Regions from separate parts of the Capra hircus genome. Here region 1 is linked to region 2. Evidence: chromatin contacts called from public Hi-C data. All regions are on one chromosome and are shown on one strand. Each heading gives the region's core, a stretch centred on a gene start, on an enhancer-like site or on the middle of the called end of the contact. The rest is flanking DNA. Distances are from core to core; before and after follow the strand shown.

What was found. A called contact is a pair of places that touch in the nucleus more often than the background predicts.
Region 1: a contact with region 2 is called in a Hi-C map of liver, with 6 times the contacts expected there. The contact joins two enhancer-like sites. A contact is called at or near these places in 2 of 5 Hi-C or Micro-C datasets (blood and liver).

What each region holds. Positions count from the first base shown.
Region 1 is chr14:38,153,083-38,157,087 of ARS1.2, forward strand. The region is part of intron 2 of ZNF704 (zinc finger protein 704); the gene reads left to right. Among named protein-coding and RNA genes, the nearest start is that of ZNF704, 190 kb to the left of the region's middle. Within about 2 kb of position 2,374, at least 2 of the 5 cell types and tissues checked have an H3K27ac peak or open chromatin away from gene starts, as enhancers often do.
Region 2 is chr14:37,858,390-37,861,911 of ARS1.2, forward strand. It overlaps PAG1 (phosphoprotein associated with glycosphingolipid-enriched microdomains 1), which reads left to right. Exons shown (of 9, transcript XM_005689126.3): 4 at 809-1,016; 5 at 2,591-2,642. The coding sequence starts at 892. Among named protein-coding and RNA genes, the nearest start is that of ZNF704, 110 kb to the right of the region's middle. Within about 2 kb of position 1,987, at least 3 of the 5 cell types and tissues checked have an H3K27ac peak or open chromatin away from gene starts, as enhancers often do.

The DNA.
Region 1 (4,005 bases), core at 1,124-3,623, 300 kb after region 2:
TGAGCCACCAGGGAAGCCCAGAATGGAATATACTCAACCATAAAAAAGAATAAAATTTTGCCATTTGCAGCAACATGGACTGTCAATCCTAAAGGAAATTAGTCCTGAATATTCACTGGAAGGACTAATACTGGAGCTGAAGCTCCAGTACTTTAACCACCTGATGTGAAGAACTGACTCATTGGAAAAGACCCTGATGCTGGGAAAGACTGAAGGCAGGAGGAGAAGGAGACAACAGAGGATGAGATGGTTTGATGGCATTGGAAAAGACCCTGAAGCTGGGAAAGACAGAAGGCAGGAAGAGAAGGGGACAACAGAGGATAAGATGGTTGGATGGCATCACCAACTGATGAACATGAGTTTGAGCAAGCTCCAGAATTTGGTGATGGACAGGGAAGCCTGGCATGCTGCAGTCCATGGGGTCACAAAGAGTCAGATATAACTATGCATGCTCACACACACGCATAGTATAGGTCAGGTAGTATACATAAATTATTTAATTCTTCCAAAACCCTGTGAGGTCAGTATTATTATTCCCAGTTTATGCAAGAGGAATGAAGCTGCATAAAGCTACAAGATTTGCCTAAAATCACTCATCTAGTAAATGGAGTTGCTGGGAATTAACCCTCAGTCTACTTTGCTGCAGGATCTTTCCTTAAGCTCAGCACTAGGCTGAATACTGGGGGGCTAGGGGCACAGAAGTTAGGTTTTTGGATGCTTTCAATCAGCCTCCTAAGATCATAGCTATAATTATACATTATTTAAAAAATAATGGCTATAATGTATTTGCCAAAACATTAGATGACTGTTTGGGGAGAGAGGTGCTGTTAGAAAGGCTGGTGATGGCTGAGACAGAAAGAAGGAGAGAGTCAGGTAAGTGCACAGCTGAGCCTCAGAAGCCCAAGAGTTTCTGCATGAGGGCGAAGGGGGATGGTCTCCTATGGGGCAGGTCAAAGGTGGGCATCCCTGCCTGACCTCAGTGAGACTGACAGGAAACTGACAGAAAAGAAGATTAACCTCAGAGGAAAGCCCAGATACAGGAGAGGGGAGAGGGTAAAGGATTACTGACGATGGAACGTGGGCCCCAAGGTGCAGAGTGACAAGGGTGGTGGGAAGACCCAAGGGGAGCAGAGCAGCAAGTGGGAGAAAGAGGGAGGGGACTGAGTGTTGACTTTTCAGGCAAAGTGAAATGGACATCAAAGCGTTGCCTAGTGCCACGTACTCATGGGCGCTCCATGGACCAGTGCCAGTCTGCAGCCTGTCATCAGCCCACAGTGAGCTGGGCACAGAAATTGAGAGGAAGCAGCAGCTTAATTTGCATAGCAGTTTGACATGATGACGTCTTCCACTGGCACTAGTAGTAAAGAACCCATCTGCCAATGCAGGAGACATAAGAAACACGGGTTCGACTCCTGGGTTGGGAAGATCCCCTGGAGGAGGGCACCGCAACCCACTCCAGTATTCTTGCCTGGAGAATCCCCACGGACAGGAGCCAGGGAGCCTACAGTCCATGTGGTCGACAAAAATCAAGCACGACTAAAGCGACTTAGCATGCATATCTTCCACGGGTCATTTTCCCCCTTGTATTTGACAGAAGTATTGATCCATGACTGATTAGAAATTTCTTAAAAATTATCCTTCCCCACAGGTAGTGTCAGAAGTACTGACCTGTGTTGCCTCACGTATTATGATGTGTTTGCTCTCATTTTCCCATCTTGTTTGATCAAGGCCACTGGACACCGTAATAAAATGGGCAGCTTCTCTCATCTTCCTTGTGGTCTTGAAGGAAACAACAGCTAAAATGAAACTGGAAGGAAGAGGACCACTTTTGCTACAAGATCCCTTTAGAAAGAAAATGAAGTTTTTGTGCTTTTTAATCGCATTTAACAGTGACTGAGTCCAGTTTTCCAAACTCTCAGGGAAAGCTCTCCCAGAATTCCAGGATTGAAGATGTCACTGTGCCCGTTCTAGTGGGAGAGAGTTTATTTTCAGACTTTATTCCTGGTCTGAAGACTACCACAAGTTTTAAAAGTAATTGAACTCGGTCTAGACAGCAGATTTCAGTGGTTGCTAAGGAACTAGATTAGTTCTAATCTGAGGGATGTGGTATTCATTTTTATTTCCGTTTTCTTACTACAGCATTTTAATTGCAGATAAATGTCTTTTATGGCTCTCTAGGGTGTAAAACACTTTTCTGTTAGCTGGTGGGTTAGCCAGGGGAGACCGTGTTTGTACACACCCTCCAAGCAGATGGCATTCAGGCATGACGTGTTTCAAAAGAAGAAAAACGCTTCTTGAGGCATGAACAATAGCCGGGCTTGTCAGCGCAGGCCAGGGCCAAGCGCTCAGGGCCGGCCAGCAGCACCCACCCGTGCAGGAGACCCCAGGCCTGGGGCCGCGTCCGCTGATGCTGCACACACCCCCTGACTGCCTCTTCATGTCACAGGTTCTGTCATCCCGCAACCTGCTGCCACAGTCACCAGGCAATCAATTCCTCAGATAAAAGATCAGTTGTCAAACCCCAGAAACTCATTTTCCACGCGGCAGCCAGGGTGAGCTTTTTGAAAAGTAAATCTGATAGCATCAGCTCAACTTGACCTGACCTCTCCCCACCCGATCCTGCTGGAAACACCTCAGTGCTTCCCAGGCCTTTAAGATAAGAGCCTTAGAGAACTCCGCAGGCCCGACCCAGCTGCCCCTCCCCAAGGGAGGCCTGCCAGACCCAGCTGGCCCTCCACATGGCCCTCAGCCTTGCTTCTGAAGGCAGCCTGGCCTGTGCTCCCGCACTGCCCGGCCCTGGGCTCGTCCACACCCTCAGAGAGGCCACGGCCAGTGCCCCTTCCATTCCTGAGCTGGGAGCACTCCCGTTAGCCAGAAGCCCCCAGTCCAGACCCTCCTACCTGCATTTGTCACATATGTGCGGTGGTTTAGTCACTGAGTCGCGTCTGACTCTTGTGACCCCATGGACTTAGCCCACCAGGCTCCTCTGTCCGTGGGATTTTCCAGGAAAAAACACGGGAGTGGGTTGCCATTTCCTTCTCCAGGGGATCTTCCCCACCCAGGGATCGAACCCAGGTCTCCTGAAATGGCAGGCCTATTTACCCCTGAGCCACCTGGGAAGCTAAGTTTATGTTTATCCATGTGTCTGATGAAGGTCTGATTCTCCAACAGAGCACAGCTCAGGAGGGCAGAGTCTCTGCCGAGTTTTCTCGAAACTGTATTTCCAGGAACTAAAAGAGCCCTTTTGGCCACCTGATGTGAAGAACTGACTCATTTGAAAAGACCCTGATGCTGGGAAAGATTGAAGGCGGGAGGAGAAGGGGATGGCAGAGGATGAGACTGCTGGATGGCATCACCGACTCCACTGGACATGACTTTGGGTGGACTCCGGGAGTTGGTGATGGACAGGGAGGCCTGGCGTGCTGTAGTCCATGGGGTCGCAAAGAGTCAGACACGACTGAGCGACTGAACTGAACTGAAAAGAGCCCTGAGCACATAGCTAGTAGTGCAGCAATGAGGGCTGAGAGCAGAAATACAATCCAAATGGTCACTGGAGGCTTTGGCTGCTTGTGGGGGGACCTCAAGAGTCATGATGCCGTGAGCCACATCCTTGCCAAGCCGCCAACATGTGGCACTAGTGAGGAGCCCAGCAGCTGCTCCTCGCACACAGTTGCCACCTCCTTCAAAGCACCTCTTGTGAAGTTACAACTGTGTCTTTAAGAAAAGTAATACCATCAGCACCACACACACACACACACACACACACACACAAAGAAAAGCAACAACTGCTAATGCTGGTGCTGAATAAGAAGAACAAGTGAGGATACCTAACACTTTCGTCTTTCATGGGGGTTATGTGCTATGAGCGTGTTCATGAACTTGAAGGTTAATAATGGCTAACACCCATGGAACCGTGACTCTAGTGAGGCTGTATGTTGGTACTCATTTAATCTTCTCAGTTCAGTTCAGTTCAGTCGCTCAGTCGTGTCCGACTCTTTGCGACCC
Region 2 (3,522 bases), core at 737-3,236:
GCCCCCATGTACCAGGTACTAAGTGCCAGGTACTACAGTGTCCTAGGGACAGCTCTTACCCTCAGTTTGTAGTTGTTTATAGCTAGGCTTCTTTGCTGCTGGTGATGTGTTCTCAGCACAGACTTTCTTCCAGTGTCTTGAAAGTAGACTGAATGCTTACAAACTTTCATGAAAGCCAGCCCTGAAAATAAAGTCATAGGCTCAGAACAGGTAACTGTTTCTGAAGGTGAGTATAAAGACTGTCTGTGTCATTAATTGTATTGACCTTAAACCTTCTCGGAGAGAAGCAGGCTTGGGGAGTTGAGGATTCAAGTGGGGAAGAAAAACGTAGCAAGCTACGTTTTTGTGAAAGCTGTAATAAATGGTTTACAGTGTTCTATGGGAAAAAAGAACCCAAATATACGTGTATTTATTTGTTTCTTTTTCAGCAGATTTTCTCCAGGTGAAATATTTTGTATTTATTTAAATATTTAAAAGTGAAAAGTAATAATTAAAAAGACTTGGAGTCTTACTTGAAAACATTAAGAATCTATCCCCCAAACTTACAAAAATAACATCTGTGGCCTCAAACACAGAGCTAGGCACCACACACTCCTGCTTTGCGTTTTGGGTGAGAAAACAAAAGCACGGACCACAGAGGGGTACTTGTTTCAGGTCGAGTCCAATGCGTTCTTTACACACCTCCCTGATCTGCTCAGACTTGCCCCCAGCCCCAGCTCCCATCTAGCCCCTCCCCAACAGGAACTTGCTACCAGATTCTAGCACCTCTCCTGAGAAGTTGTCAAAACACAAGCTGTTCTCTCTGCAGGAAGACGCCACCCTCTGCCCCCATGTCGCCGCCTTGGAAGGACTGACTGACTGCCGCAGACCGCGCCACTTCCCGCCCCCACCATGGGGTCCGAGGGAAGCTTGCTGATCGAGGGACAAGCACAGGTCATCCTGCTGGGGAGCCTGGCATCTGTGGCCACCTTCTTCCTCATCACCTTCCTCCTCTTTCTGTGTTCCAGTTGCGACAGGTGAGAGTGATGTGTGTCTACTGGAGCCTTAAAATAACACGTTCCTGGGACCTAGAAGACCTTCTGTATTAAAAAGCCTGTGATGGATGGCATCCCACTGCACTCCTGTGATTAACTGCCTTCTCTCCTGCAAAGGGGCCCAGGACACTTTTTATTAGCTCAATGAAAGGCCATTTTGGTTTTCCCGGGGAGCAACTGGAAGAGACCTTATATATGAAAGCTCTTCTCATGAGCACACCCATGTCTAAATTTATATTGTCTCTTTCCATCTGTGGACATTTGGAAATCTAAGCATGATGTGTATTAAACACACTCTTTTTTGCTACCATTTGAGAGTTACTGAGAATTTTTGCTGCTCTGTAGCTGTGGAGGGGTCATTTTATTAAAGACGTGTAATCTAGAACTGCAGTTTCTTAAGAAACAGATTTTTCTAAAAGAGAAACATTCTGTGTATGAAATAACCATCTTGTCTTATTTTAGAACTGCACTTCTCTCTCTCTTGACTCCTTCGTATAAAATGTGTAACCCTCCCACCAAAAAAAAAGCTGGGGTGGCGGGGGGATCTTTGCTTGGACAGAAACAGAGTCCTTCCGAAGCCAGAGTGATTTTCCAGGTGTTCAGACATTGTTACAACATATGCCGCTCTCTGGTGAGTTGGCTGCTACTGGGGCAACCAGAGCAGACCAGCTGGCAGCCAACCCTCCTCCGAACTCTTCTCAATAACCTTGGAAGAGAGTTGCCAAGTGTCATTTAAAAGTCTGGATATGGCTTCCTGCACTGAAGTCTCTGTCAAAAAGAGAAAATCTGGAGTCCCTGAACTCAAGTAGTGCCGGTTCGGACCGAGGTCTCCTGAGCTGGGATAGCGTCCCGCTGGCCAGGAAGATGAAGAAATAAGACCCAGGAGGAGAGGAGTGTCAACTCTCCTGGGCCTGGGAGGGCCTGTCTCTGTAATTATTTATGCTCCCGCTAGGTGTCACTGTTGCCTTATACATTTATGGGAAAGGTAACCTCTAGTACTGATGGCTTTCTTTAGCCTCTCCTGAATAAAAATAAATTCTATTTTTACTGGATGGACTTTTCCATAGTCTGGAAGTACACATGACTCATCCTGAGAGCATGTACCCTTCCCAACAAGCCAAAAGTTGTATTTTCCTTATTTTCTCAATCCCCTGGCAGTGTGTGACTTTGCAAAGACTGAATTAAGAAAAATGAAGACATGAGAACTGTCTGGACTTCCTTAAAAAAAAAAAAAGAAAGAAAGAAATCATCCGAGTATTCTAGATATAAACAGTTTCTACTCAAGAAACTGCCCCCAGTTCTCTTGTTAACTTGTATTTTCTACTCCTGGAGGAAGTGGGGGCAAGAGAGCTGGCTAGCCCCTTGCTAGGACTTGACCCCTGCTGCCTACAGAGGAGGGGTAAGTTGTCTGGCTTCTGGTTTCTCAGTAAAATAAACTCGGTTCTTTATCAAAAGAGAGATTTAAGTATTGATACAGTTTGGATAGGAAAGGGGAGTGTATGTTTGATTTTAGGTAGCACGTTGGTATTACAGCCACGTTTCCTTTTCTGTTTCAGAGAAAAGAAGCCAAGACCGCACAGCGGGGACCATGAGAACCTGATGAACGTGGTGAGTGTGCAGGCACGTGTGTGTGTGCACACGTGTGTGCACTTTGAGGCATCAGCCACTTCTCTAAGCAGGTCCCTGCAAGCTTACAAGCTGAGGGCAGCAACTCAGCCAGAGATAACTGGCTGCCTGGACTGAGCCCTTGTGCTGGAGGTTTAAACTCCCCGTGGCTAGCGTGTGTGCATGCTCAGTCACTTCACTTGTCTCCGACTCTTTGCAACCACTGCTCGAAAGATGCTCAGATAGTTCCAGCTTACCGCAGGGATGTTTCTGTTTCGCCTCTGCCCAGCTCCAGCTGGTTTATTAGTTGGCCACAGCTGTCATAACAAAGGACCGCAAGCTGAGTGGCTTAAATAATAAATTTATCATCTCAGTTCTGGAGGCTAGAAATTCAAGATCATGGTAGCAGCAGGCTACAAGGGCGTGTGTGTTCCAGGCTGCTCTCCTAGCTTCCAGTGGTGGAAGCACCTGCCTTTGGCAATGCTTGGTTTGAAGACTCTGCCCTCACTATCATATCTGTCCCTGTGACTCTTCATACCATCTTCCCTCTGTGTGTATTTATGTCTGTCCAAGTTCCCCTTTTAGAAGGCCTCTGATATGATCTCATCCCTCATCTTAACCTGTTTCATCTGCAGCCACCCTGAGTCCATAGGAGGTCAGTTTTGAGGTATTGAGGGTTAGGACTTCACTATAGGAATTTGGGGAGGATGAAAATTCAACCCGTAACAGCTGATCCGTAAGCTCACAGGAGCCTGAGACCCCCAGCATCCTAGATGGCCTGGCCCAGTTTTCTTGCTCTGTGTCCTACAGGGTCCTGACAAGCCCAAGGGCCTCTGGATCCACCCAGGTGAGGAGCAGCTTAAGTGTCCTGGTCCCACCATGT